Linked DNA regions of Sus scrofa: region 2 is linked to region 1. A link is a contact called in public Hi-C data. All regions are on one chromosome and are shown on one strand. Each heading gives the region's core, a stretch centred on a gene start, on an enhancer-like site or on the middle of the called end of the contact. The rest is flanking DNA. Distances are from core to core; before and after follow the strand shown.

Evidence for each region. A called contact is a pair of places that touch in the nucleus more often than the background predicts.
Region 2: a contact with region 1 is called in a Hi-C map of alveolar macrophages, with 2.1 times the contacts expected there. The contact joins the promoter of LIMD1 here to the enhancer-like site in region 1. A contact is called at or near these places in 2 of 5 promoter capture datasets (fetal liver and liver), 10 of 47 Hi-C or Micro-C datasets (alveolar macrophages, embryonic fibroblasts, fetal heart ventricle and 5 more) and 2 of 2 datasets of contacts at active chromatin or transcription factors (alveolar macrophages and skeletal muscle).

Annotation. Positions count from the first base shown.
Region 1 is chr13:28,680,030-28,686,392 of Sscrofa11.1, forward strand. All of the region lies in intron 19 of LARS2 (probable leucine--tRNA ligase, mitochondrial), which reads left to right. Among named protein-coding and RNA genes, the nearest start is that of LIMD1, 47 kb to the right of the region's middle. Within about 2 kb of position 3,457, at least 43 of the 83 cell types and tissues checked have an H3K27ac peak or open chromatin away from gene starts, as enhancers often do. A contact at or near this core is called in alveolar macrophages, fetal liver, fetal skeletal muscle and 3 more, where this site is marked.
Region 2 is chr13:28,727,467-28,733,829 of Sscrofa11.1, forward strand. It overlaps LIMD1 (LIM domain-containing protein 1), which reads left to right and starts at 2,726. Exons shown (of 8, transcript XM_021068638.1): 1 at 2,726-4,935. The coding sequence starts at 3,543.

The DNA.
Region 1 (6,363 bases), core at 2,207-4,706:
CAAAGCACTTGAAGCCTAATGTCCTTTACCAGTCACCTAAAGAGTCAAGGGAGACCTTTGGTAGGAAACAGAACCAGGGTCCTGGCAGTGTGCACATTTTAACAGGATGAGGAAATCTTTTCTTCCTTCCTGAAGCTTCGGATCTGAGAAGGTCAAGACACCACATCTGCATTTACAAAGTTATCTTTTGTTTACCATAGTAGAATATTGTCCTATCCATGAGGGTGTTAGGGAAATTTTGCATATTTGGAGTCACTGATACTGTTTCCAGACGAAGGACACAAGGTTTCCTTTGTTGGTGGACCGTGAAAAGGCAGAAAATCACTAAACAAGGAGTTCCTTGGTGGTACTCTGGTTAAAGGTCTAACTTCATCATCGTCAAAAATGACCTTTCTAAGGGGTAAGAGCTTGGGTGGATCTCAAGGGGATTATGCTGAGTGGAAAGGAAAAAAAAAAAAAAAGAAAAGCCAGTCTCAAAAGGCTATATACTCTACGATTCCATTTATACCACATTCTTGCAAAAACAAAATTATAGAGATGGAAAACGCATTAGTGGTTGCCGGGACTTAGGGACAGGGCGGAAGGGGTGGTAGCCGTAAAAGAGGCGCACAAGGGAGCCTTGTGGTGGAACAGTTCTGTCTTCACAGTGGCAGTGGTTACAGGAAGCCGCACGTGTACACATCAGAGCTTCTAAAACCAATGAAATCTGAACTAGCTCTAGGGATCGTACCAATGTCCGCTTCCTGGTTTCGATACTCTGCTGTAGCTCTGCCAGATGTTACCGTTGGGCGAGGCTGGGGGATGGGTGCCAGGACTCTTGTGCATTTCTTTGCAACCTCCTGCGCATCTGTAATTATTTCGAAATTGTTTGTTTGTTTGAAATTACCTCTCTAATCCTCCAGGTCTAGAGTGTTCAGATTCTGGTTTAGGAATATAAGTAGATGATGAGAGAGGAAGGAAAGAAGGAATTTATTTCTAGTTATGGCAAGTTTTACTAGACACATGCTACACACACGCAACTGACCAGATGCAGTCACTCATCCCACCAGTGTGTGAGATGCCCATATCTCCTGCCTGGCTCAGCAGAGCAGCACAAAATGCCAGGAGCTCGTGGTGACAGAGTGAGTCTGTCGTCCTAAGTGCCCAAGGAGCATGACCTCGCCTCTACACAAGCCCAGCTTCCAAAGAAAAATGCGTGGAGCCAGCTACAGAAAATAACTCCACCCTCCACCCTACTTCTCTGAGCTTCTTAAAACAAAAACCTAGATTTTTCATTGAAAAATACATCTATATCCACATTGTTACCAAGGCTGTGCTCCAAATTCCCTCCCACCCTTGCCCTTATGTCAGTTTCTCTCTTCAACTACCCACTGCCAGTTTGATAGCTGATTTGACAGAATTCTATGCACTTAGGTGAAATGTTTCTCTCTCACTGTTTTTTGTTTGTTTGTTTGTTTGTTTTTTGTTTTTTGCTTTTTAGGGCCGCAGCCGAGGCATATGGAGTTTCCCAGGCTAGGGGTCAAATCGAAGCTACAGCTGCCGGCCAACACCACAGCCACGGTAACACAGGATCTGAGCCACATCTATGACATACAGTACAGCTACGCCAACGCCAGATCCTTAACCCACTGAGCGAGGCCAGGGATCGAACCTGCAACCTCATGGTCCCTAGTTGGATTTGTTTCCATTGCACCATGACGGGAACTCCCTCTCTCACCATATTGATGTGGGAGTAGTTCTAGATCAACACTCACAGGTCAACCCTGTTCTTTTTTAACAGCTAGATGGTGTCCCATCCTAGCAATGTTCCATAAGTTTTGTGGGGTTTTTTGTTTTGTTTTATTTTTTGGTCTTTTTTTGTTTTTCTTAGGGCTGCGCCTGCGGTACGTGGAGGTTCCCAGGCTAGGGGTCGAATCGGAGCTGTAGCCGCCGGCCTACACCACAGTAGTACAGGATCTGAGCCTCGTCTTTGACCTACATCACAGCTCACGGCAAGGCCGGATCCTTAACCCACTGAGCGAGGCCAGGGATCAAACCCGAGTCCTCATGGATGCTAGTCGGGTGCATTAACCACTGAGCCCTGAGAGGAACTCCATTTTTTTTCTTTTTTTTTTTTTTCGTAAGTTATTAAACAGTCATCCACTGATGGACATTTGAGTGATTTCCCCTCTTGTGCTATTTGTGTGCGTGGGTGCACATGCTGCTTTGCGATTAGCCTCTTGTCCATAATACACGTTATTTAAAATGTGTCGATGAGATCTCCATTTCTGTTTCTCTGCCCATTTTTACAGTTGAACAGGGATTTTTCTATTTGTTTTTGTCTCAGGCTTCTTCCTCTCATCTTCAAATCATCCATCAGCACTTTAATTGTGAGGAGGGTCACAGCCCAGCAACATTTTACCTTCCTTAAGTTTCTGAAGTCACTTACAGTCTTGAAGTATCAGTCTACCACCATAGATCCATTTTCCTTCGTAAAAATGGCTGTAAAATATCGTAACTATAATGTTTTGCTGTGCATGTATGCTGTCTTCATTAATTTCAACAAAACTGCAAGTCTATAAATCATCTGGAAGTGTGTGATACAAGGGACAGTAAGCCATCTGCTGATGTTCAGACGGTTTTATACACGAATGTGTACGCCCTCTCAGTGTTGTTATTTCAAAATAATGTCAGTGGAACCTTTTGGTAGGTAAAGGCTTGGGTGAAGTGCCTTGCTTCCTGTCCATTTCCTTGGAATTCCCAGGGTTAGATGAGGCATGGTGGAGATCAGACACCCCAGAGTCCCCAGGACTTCCCCTGTGTGCGTATGAAGGTGGGGTGGGGTGCGGGCCCTCCTGAAGATGGACCTCAAGAGGCCTGCCGTCCACAGATGCCACAACTACCCCAGCACTCGCTCCGGGTACCATGGTGACGTGGTGGCCTTGTCAGCTCTCTGAGCAGGAGAGGAGGCTTGTCTCAGTTATTTCACGGGAAGGTCGGCAACAACAGCTCTCCAGAGGAGGGGAAGGAAGGGGGTGGGCCATGCATGGTGGCCTTGTGTGCCAGGGCCTTGCCCCTTCCCAGCCTCTTCAGACTTTTTCCACGTGCTTCCCAAAGGCCAGCTCTCTACCTGACCTGTGTCACGTAAAAAAAAAAAAAAAAAAACCATTGTATTTGCCATGCAAATGTTAGGTATTTGTACTTCCCTAAAAAGAGCAGGGAGGCCAAAACGCTACGCAGATCCTGGGGTAGTGAGTTTCTGTTCCTCCCCGCTGAGCAGGATGGCCCCACTCCCATCTATATGGAAACGCTGGCGGGGGCCCAGGCCGCTATAAATAAGCATCCTGACTGCTCCAGGAAGGCTGGGCTTCCTCATTTTTTTAAAGTGGAATTTGTAACAGCTTCTGCCCAGCACATTTGTGTCCAAGGTCCTTTCATCTCCCAGGCATCCTGTACAACTGCCATACGGAGGTTTTGGAACGGTTCCCACTGCAGCTGGGTCACAGGACAAGCCATGCTGGCCCAGCCTGCTCAAATAAAGAAATGATTATCTCCCTCCTGCGACCTCTGTCTTGTATTTAAATATGAGACTTAATAGGATCCCTTCTGAGGAATAAGCAGGAAGCTCCTTTCTGCTTCTGCCAAAAGACACATCTGTTAGGAATGGAGTAGGTTCTTCAGAAGCACAGGAATCGCAGGGCACAAGAGCCAGCAGGGCCCCAGGAATACGTCTTTTTTGCCACTCGATTCTCAGACCCCAATGGGTCTTCCCTTCCCTCAGATTGACTGGCAACACAGGGTTACAAGGGTGCCAGGTAGTGAAACAGGAAAAATTACAACAAATCTGTGATGCCTGCACAAGAACCAAGACAGAGGTCAGCAGAATAAGATGGACCAGTGCCACTCAGAGTGGTCCGCAGACCAGAGGCTGGTCTGGGAAGTTCTCTCACAATCTAGGACAAGATAAGGAGCTTATATTTAGCATGTGCATCAGCTCTGCCCCTCAGCACACGTTCGAATTGGACTGACCATGTCGCAAGACTTTCTCATTGAAGGAAGCAGTGTGTTGATTCACATTCTGGCCTCTTCCTCACCGCATTGCAGACAGGCATTTTGAGTGTCTTTGTAGTAGTGAATAGTCATGAAACCACCCCTCGTCTAAAATAGACAAGAAAAGAAAATATATTATAAAAGAAAAATCACAACCCAGTAGAGAAAAGAGGAGGTTTATTCAACAGACTGGGCTTAGAAAATTGACCATGATTTTTTTCTTTTTTTTTGGTTCTTTTTAGGGCTGCACCTGTGGCACATGGAAGTTCCCAGGCTAGGGGTTGAGTCAGAGCTGCAGCTGCCGGCCTACACCCCAGCCACAGCAACTTGGGATCTGAGCCACGTCGATGACCGACACCACAGTTCATGGCAACACCAGATCCTTAACCCACCGAGCAAGGCCAGGGATCCAACCCACAGCCTCATGGTTTCTAGTCAGATTCATAACCCACTGAGCCACAGCAGGAACTCCAACTGTATATTTTTTTAATAAGTTTTTTCACATTATACAGAAAATACATTTTGGATAGATAATATAAATTATGAATAAATAGAGAAAAAAATGAAATCTTTCAAAGAAACCAGAGCACAAATATTGAACTAATATCACATATTAGTTGATTGGCTTTATTATTAAATAGCTTTTTTATGTTACTCTTTTTTCAATTTATTTTTGTTTTATCTTGGAGTATAGTTGATGAACAATGTTGTGTTAGTTGCAAGTGTTCAGCAAAGTGAATCAGTTGTGCATACACACACATCCATTCTTTTTCAGATTCGTTTCCCGTATAGGTTACTACGGAATATTGCGTATAGTTCCGTGTGCTATACAGGAGGTCCTTGTTGATTACTTATTTTATATATAGTAATGTGTATACGTTAATCCCAAACTCTATTTATCCCTTCCACCTTATACATCTTTTCACATTACAAAGGTAATAAATATTTCTTGTAGAAAAACCTGTAAATTTTTTTCTAAAAGAAAGACTCCCCTAAACATGTACCTCCCAGGGATAATCACTGCTGCTTTCTGATTCATTTCTTTTCAAATTTTTATCTCTTTATATAAATATTTACTAAATCTGGGGCCATATTGTATATACTACTGTATATTGTGCTTTTAGTTTAAATATAGGAAAAAAGAGAATCCAAAACTATATCTACTGCATGATCCTGGTGGTGGTTTGGTTTGGTTTTGTGGGGTTGGTTTACACGTACAAATATTTATTAAATACATTGCATTACTATCTTTCAAAATTAAAAGTTTAAGGAGTTCCCTGGTAGCTAAGTGGGTTAAGGATCTGGTGTCATCACTGCTGTAACTCAGGTCACTGCTGTGGTACAGGTTTGATTCCCTGGCCTGGGAACTACCACATGCTGCAGGCACAGGGGGAAAAAAAAAAATGCTATCCATGTGAACATTATTTTCTTCTTTGTATTTTGACCTTTTGCAATTTTTCTGCAGTGAACATATGTTACTTTCATCATCAAGGAAAATAAAACATTGTCATTCACAGCCCAGTGTTTGGGACTGGCATTGGTGGGATTCATTCCCTTTCTCCCAGACTCAGCCTCAGACCATCCCCTTAGCCATGGGTCCATCCCTTAAGTGCGTCTTCCAGTCTCAAGGCTAATAATAAGGGGGAGGGGTGTAAGGGCCACCCCCCACACCAGCCCCGGAAAGGCCATTCACAGCATGTGGGCAGTGCACCTGCCATGACACTGCTCTCAGCATGGACACACATTCACTTGCCCACTGAGGGCCTGCCTCTGGGGGGATGCACACTACTAGTGCCCAAGGATCTGTTTTTCTGCTCTGTGTATTTCCTGTACATTTGGGGGCATTGCTTGTACTCCTGAGATCAACAGAGGCTTGGAAATCAAACTTGCCTTGGTAGGAAGTCCTGGTTGAAGTCCCAGAGCACTGACAATTGGCCCTGAGCAGCCCCAGGTGCCCAGCCTCCTCTGCTTTGGGGGCTGCAGTGCAAAGCACTGTGGGAAATGAGACTTGAGACGATTTGATCCACCCTGAGCCAACGACAGCTCTTTCCAATTTGGTGATGGCAGGAGCCCCTCTCGAGAGGAAGTTTAGCAGAAAAGTTGAGCTCCCTCTGAGTAGGTCTTGAAGGAGCACCGTGCTGTTCTCAGCATGTTGGCTCTGGTGATAATGAGTAAAAGGACTGGGTGGGAGGCCCTCTCAGACCACAAGTATTCCTGGGCCAGTAAGAAAGCAAATTCAGCTTGTTACTTTGGGATCTGCTCTCGGGAGCACAAAGGATTCCTTCATCTGCAGAGACCAAGTAAATCAGCAGCCTTGCTTTTCCAGTGCACACT
Region 2 (6,363 bases), core at 1,476-3,975, 47 kb after region 1:
TCACCCCTCTGGGTACCAACGGTCACTGCCACAATGCTTTGAGGAAGCTCAGGACTCTAGACCAGGGATTCTCAAGTGGGGTCCCTGACTCAGCAGTGTCAGTATCACCTGGGAATTTGTTAGAGATGCAGATTCTTCAGCTCCAGGCCAGAACTACTGAATCAGAAACTAGGAGTATGGAGTTCCTGTCTTGGCTCAGTGGAAGCGAATCTGACTGGCATCCATGAGGACGCAGGTTCGATCCCTGGCCTCGCTCAGTGGGTTAAGGATCTGGTGTTGCCATAAGCTGTGGTGTAGGTGGCAAACACGACTCGGATCCTGAGTTGCTGTAGCTGTGGTATAGGCTGGCAGCTACAACTCCGATTTGACCCTTAGCCTGGGAACTTCCGTATGCCATGGGTGCAGCCCTAAAATGACCCTCCCCCAGAAAAAAAAAGAAAGTAGTAGGTCCCAGCAACCAGTGTTGAATAAGCTCCCTAAGGAATTCTGATATGTGTGTTAAGTTTAAGAACCACTGATATACACCAGTTCCAGGTGCTGCTGGTGCTGCTGGTTCTAGGACCATACTTTGAGAACCATTGCTTTAGAAATCTCTCAGTAAGCAAATCACTCAGTTTAATAAGTAAAATCCAGTTATTAAATAACACATATTACTGAATATCTAAGGGCTGTTTACTAATGATTACCTCTGAACAAGGGGATTGTGGGAAATTTTTAAAAATTGATGTATCTCTGAATTGCTCAGAGTTGATTTTATAAACAGGTATTACTTTTGCAGATTAAAAAAAAAGTTAAAAGATTTTTTAAAAGTAAAAATAACTCATTTTAGTGCAGTTCTTTATAGTAGTGCTTTTCAAACTTGATTGCGAAAACCACTTAGGAATTGTGTGTGTGTGTGTGTGTGTGCTTTTTAGGGCTGCACCCACAGCATATGGAGCTTCCCAGGCTAGGGTTGAATCAGAACTACAGCTGCTGGCCTATGCCACAGCCACAGCAATGCCAGATCCAAGCTGCATCTGCGACCTACACCACAGCTCATGGCAACGCCAGATCCTTGACTCACTGAGTGAGGCCAGGGATGGAACCCGCAACCTTGTGGTTCCTAATTGGATTCATTTCCACTACACCATGATGGGAACTACAGGAATTTTTTTTAAAATGCAGATTCTGCTTCAGTAGGTTGGGGTGAGGGAGGCAGGGCTCTGAGATTCTGCCTTTTTTTTTTTTTTTGGTCTTTTTTTAAGGGCCACACCCGAGGCATATGCAAGTTCCCAGGCTAGGGGTTGAATCGGAGCTGTAGCTGCCTGCTTACGCCACAGCCATAGCAACTCGGGATCCAAGCCACGTCTGTGACCTACACCACAGCTCATGGCAGTGCCTGATCCTTAACCCCGTGAGCAAGGCCAGGGATCAAACCTGAGTCCTCATGGGAACTAGTTGGGTTGGTTAACCACTGAACCCCGACAGGAACTCCCAGATTCTGCATTTTTAACAAGCTCCCTGGTGATTCCAGTCTACTGGCCCCTGAACCAAGCTTTAGGTTTACAGAGTACAAAGCACTGTCAAGTGCATTCTGTTATTTGTTCCTTGTCACAACCCTGGCAGACAAATTCACTCATTCACTCATTCAACCATCAGATACTGGGTATACAGATATGGTCTAATGGAGGTGGAAAACCACCCAACCACCAAAAAACCCACATGTAAACAGCTAAACAAATAATTATGAATAGTCATCAGAAGTGATCAGGAAATAAAGAAGGTGGCGAAAAAGAAGGGCTCTAGGAGCAGGTGATTTTAGCAGAGATAGAAAGGATGAGCCAGTGGAAAAAATTCAAGGCAGGAAACTCCTGCAGTAGCACTCAGATGGGTAAGAGCCCCAAATCAGTCAGGAGGCAGGGGCCACTAGGGCCAGGAAGGCCTAGTACAGGTAGATTTCAACCCTAGTCCCGGGTAAGCACTGAGGGTGGGTAGGAGGGAAGTGACTGGTCTGATATTTGCCTTAGGATCACGCTGGCGGCTATTTGGGAAATAAAAACTTTCGGATCCTCTCTCAGGATCCCCTTGGAGGTGGTGCAGGGAGCGCTGGGCCAAGTGAGGGCACCCAGGATTCAGGCCCGACGCCCCCCAGAGCTGCGTGGGAGTCTACTGGGGAGGCGAGCGGGGGTCAGGAATCCCCTCGTGAATAACGAGCCACCACATCATGTGTTTTCACTGCCTCACTGAGGACCTCAGCTAGGCGCGCTCCGGGCCACGTCATGATTTATAACCCCCTTTCAGAGGACTTGGGCTCCCACTCAGGCTTTGCTAGTCACAGTGGCATCTTGGACACTTCCCCCTCTGTGCCTTAGTCTCACTACCTGTCGAAGGGCACCTTGGGCCAGCCCATGGCTGGCACTCCCGGGCGGAGGCGGCTCAAGGGGTTAGCTTCCCACCCGGGAAACTGAGGCACAGCTGGGCAAGAAGCGCGCGCCCACCAGACTTCCGCAGACCTTTTAACAAGCGGTGCGTCTCGGGGCCCCGCGAGCCTTCCAGGCCTCCCACCAGCGGTTTCCGCAAAGTGGTGCCAGATGATGGGACCCCGGCCTCGCAGAGGGGCGGCAGTGGCAGCTGGAAACCCCGCCATCCCCTTGACCGAGAGCGGGAAGGAGGGCTGCGGGACACACCTCCCGGCTCCCCAGCCTGGCAGGCGCGGGCCTGCCCCCCGGCGCCCGGAGCAACCAGCGCTGACCCCGCCCCTCGCCGGCGCCCCCGCCCCTCGGCCTCCTCCTCCGCCTCCGCCTCCTCGCAGGCCCGCGACGTGCCCGGCCGGCGACCGAGCGGCGGGGACGGCGTCCGGCGTACTCACTTCCGCGTCCCGCCGCCCTCCGGCCCGCGCGCGCCTAGCCACCGTCACCATCGGACAATAGGCCGCCAGCCCCGCTGCCGAGAACTTCCTGACGGGGCCCGGCCGGCCCGTGTGCCCCGGACCTCGATCCCTCTCCGCGTGGGCCAGGATTTCAGCCCCGCGCCACCTGGGGAAGCAGCGGAGGACCGAGCGCCCGGGACGTGCCCGCGCCTCCCGCCCGCCGCGTCTTTGCTCCTGCCTGGCTGGTTGGTGGCTTCTGCACTCTCCGCCTGAGCGGCTTTAGCCCGGCTCCGTCCAGCGGTTGCTGCCGTGTTGTGGGTTTCTGAGTTTGATTGCTTAAGGAGGATGTGATTTTTTTTTTTCCCCTCCCTATTTCTTTCTCCTTTTCTGATTTGAAACAGAGAAGAGAATCACAGCCAGCTTGGACAGGGAAGCGCCGCCAGCTGCCCCCACGTGGACACCAACGAGGGGAAAAGGAATTGGAAGCAAACTTGGTCCAAGTGGCTTTGAGGCCTCGGCATCGGCTGTACTCACAGGCCTGGGGTCATGACTCTCCTGCTGGGCAGGTGGAAGGCTTTACCTGTCTTGGGCTGGACTTGAGCCTCTTTTCTTTGCCAGCACCCCACCCCACCCCACCCTCCTCCACACTCTCCATACCCAGCACCTGGGCTAGGCCCAGACACTGGTCTGCAACATGGATAAGTACGACGACCTGGGCCTGGAGGCCAGTAAGTTCATTGAGGACCTGAACATGTATGAGGCCTCCAAGGATGGACTCTTCCGAGTGGACAAGGGTGCAGGCAACAACCCGGAGTTTGAGGAAACACGCAGGGTGTTTGCCACCAAGATGGCCAAAATCCACCTCCAGCAGCAGCAACAGCTCCTGCAGGAGGAGACCCTGCCCAGGGGGAGCCGAGGTCCTGTTAATGGCGGGGGCCGCCTGGGCGCACAGGCCTACCGGGAAGCTGGTGTGGGCAGCAAGCTGACTGCGGATGGTGCTGCCAAGCCCCCTCTCGCTGTCTCAACAGTGACTCCTGGGACAGCCGCCACCATCACGGCTGGGCAGCCCTTGTACCCACCCCAGGAGCAGAAGGCCAGGCCGCCTGTCCGTGGCGTGAGGCAAGGTAGCCAGGACTGTGGATCCAAGGAGAGCATGGCGAGTTCCGAGATGTCTGCTTTCCATCGGCAGGGCCCCTGTGAGGATCCTTCCTGCCTCACCCACGGAGACTATTATGACAACCTCTCCTTGGCAAGCCCCAAGTGGGGTGACGAACCAGGAGTGTCCCCCAGCATCAGGCTGAGTGTAGGAAGTGGGTGGTCTGGCACCCCAGGGAGCGAGCCAGCCCTGTCCAAACCCTCCAGGGATCATCTGTACCAGCAGCAGCTTTCCCCGAGCTCCAGCAGGTCATTGCAGAGCGGCCCTGATGGTGGTGTTGGTGGCCGCAGCAGTGAGAAGCCAGCAGGTCTTTGGACCACCGCCTCTTCCCAGCGAGTGAGCCCTGGCCTCCCTTCCCCAGGCCCAGAGAACGGAGCCCTACTGAGGGCTGCTCAGCCCAGGACCCCTTCTTTCTCTGCGTCCCTGGCCCCCAGCCGCCCCAGTCAAGGAGCTCTTCCAAGAACAAACTCGGGAGTGGCAAGTGACCTTTCAGGCATGATGCCCAAACCCACCGTGGACCCTCAACCCTGGTTCCAGGATGGGCCCAAATCTTACCTTTCTAGTTCTGCTCCATCATCCTCGACAGCCAGCATGGACAATATGCAGCTGGGTGCCGTCCCTGGGCTGGGTCCCAAGCCTGCCTGCACAGACCCTGGCGTGGGTCCTAAGCTCAGCCCCACCAGCCTTGTCCACCCAGTGATGTCCACCCTGCCTGAGTTATCTTGTAAAGAAGGTCCCCCTGGCTGGTCTCCTGATGGCAGCCTGGGGTCTGTGCTCCCAGAGAGCCCCAGTTCCCCCAGGGTGAGGCTGCCCTGCCAGACCCTCGTGCCGGGCCCTGAGCTTGGGCCCACGGCTGCCGAATTGAAATTAGAAGCCCTCACCCAACGTCTGGAACGTGAGATGGATGCTCATCCGAAGGCCGATTACTTTGGTGAGTGAGCGGCTGGTGAGGTTGCTCGTGGTGGGTGACAGGGACCCTGCGTTTGGGAGGAGGTGCTCCCCACCAGGGATTCTGTAGGTCTCCTTGGGTGGCCTGCCATTTTTCTTGTGGTGGGGGTGGAGGAGGCTTCCTCTTTCAGCTGTTTCTTGTGAAACTTGAAAAGAAACTTGAAAGCATCCCTAGGCAGAAAGCAGATCGTGCAGCTGCGGGTTACCCATGTGTGAAGGGCAGGATTGCTCATGACTGATCTCGAAGAGGGGGAAATGTGGTGACTTTGGATTTCACGGGTTTTGGGGGTGACTTCGAGCCTCTCATGGTGACTAGCTCAGGCAGGACTTGAATGGGCCTCTTAGGTCCAGGTACCCCTGCATTCCATCCTTTGTTGGCTAGGCCAGGCAGGGCTGGCTATTTGAGGAGCAGGGGTCGGGCAGGGGCCTCCGCAGCTGTGTGTGTGCGCGTGTGCACGCACCATGTGTCTGTCTACAGGTGCTGTGTGCAGCTGAGGGAGATGAAACACTGATGTGGAAGATTTTGTTCAAGAGTAGTAGTTCTTGAAAGTGTAGTCCAGACCAAAAGCATCCCTTAGCCTGGGAACTAGTTAGAAATGCAAATTCTCAGACCCCGCCCCAGACCTATTGCAGCAGAAACTTTGGGGTAGGGCCCAGCAGTCAGCGTTTTCACAAGCCAGCCTGGGGATCCTGACATTCAGGGAATTTTAGGATCTGTGGACTAGGTACCTTTTAACTCGGCCCCCGCATTTTTGGGTTCCAGCTGGCAGAAAGGTTATACCCATAGTCGTGGCTTCCAAGAGAATGGAAGATGCTCCTTGCTAGCTTTACTCCAACTTGCAGGTTTTGCTTTATTCTCTTCTTAAAGCCACAAACTCTTGGAGACTGCAGGCTTCAGTTCTTTTCTCCACACAGAGTTTGGAGGCAGCAAGAAAGCAGCTCTGTTCTTTTGTTGAGTAATGAATGATGCAGCCAGCTCATAGGAGAGCTAACTAGAAAGACGGTGTATTTTTAGAAGTCCGAGGGTGGGTTTTATTTTCTTTGATTTTGCATTTTTGAAATGTGCATAATTAGGGTCCTGATTTCCCCATGCGAGGCCTGGATGCTGTGTCCCATTGGGATGGCAGCTCTGCCCAGTGGAGGGGGTCAGGGCAGGGAAGGCCCTGGACCAGGAGGGTGACTGGCATGTGCTTTCCTGCCCCATTTTGTGGGAACGAATGATTCTTTTCCAAGATGCCTGGAGGGATGAGATCCCAGGCACTCGTGCTTTTGCTGTGTTCTTGCTTCTCATGAGAGTCTCGTGGGAACAGCTCTCACCCCACTCAGGGCAGCCAGAGGTCAGGGTGACTGTTTACTGCTTTATGTTTTAGAGCATGTAGCACCATCTTAGCTCTTCTCCTTTGCAAATCCC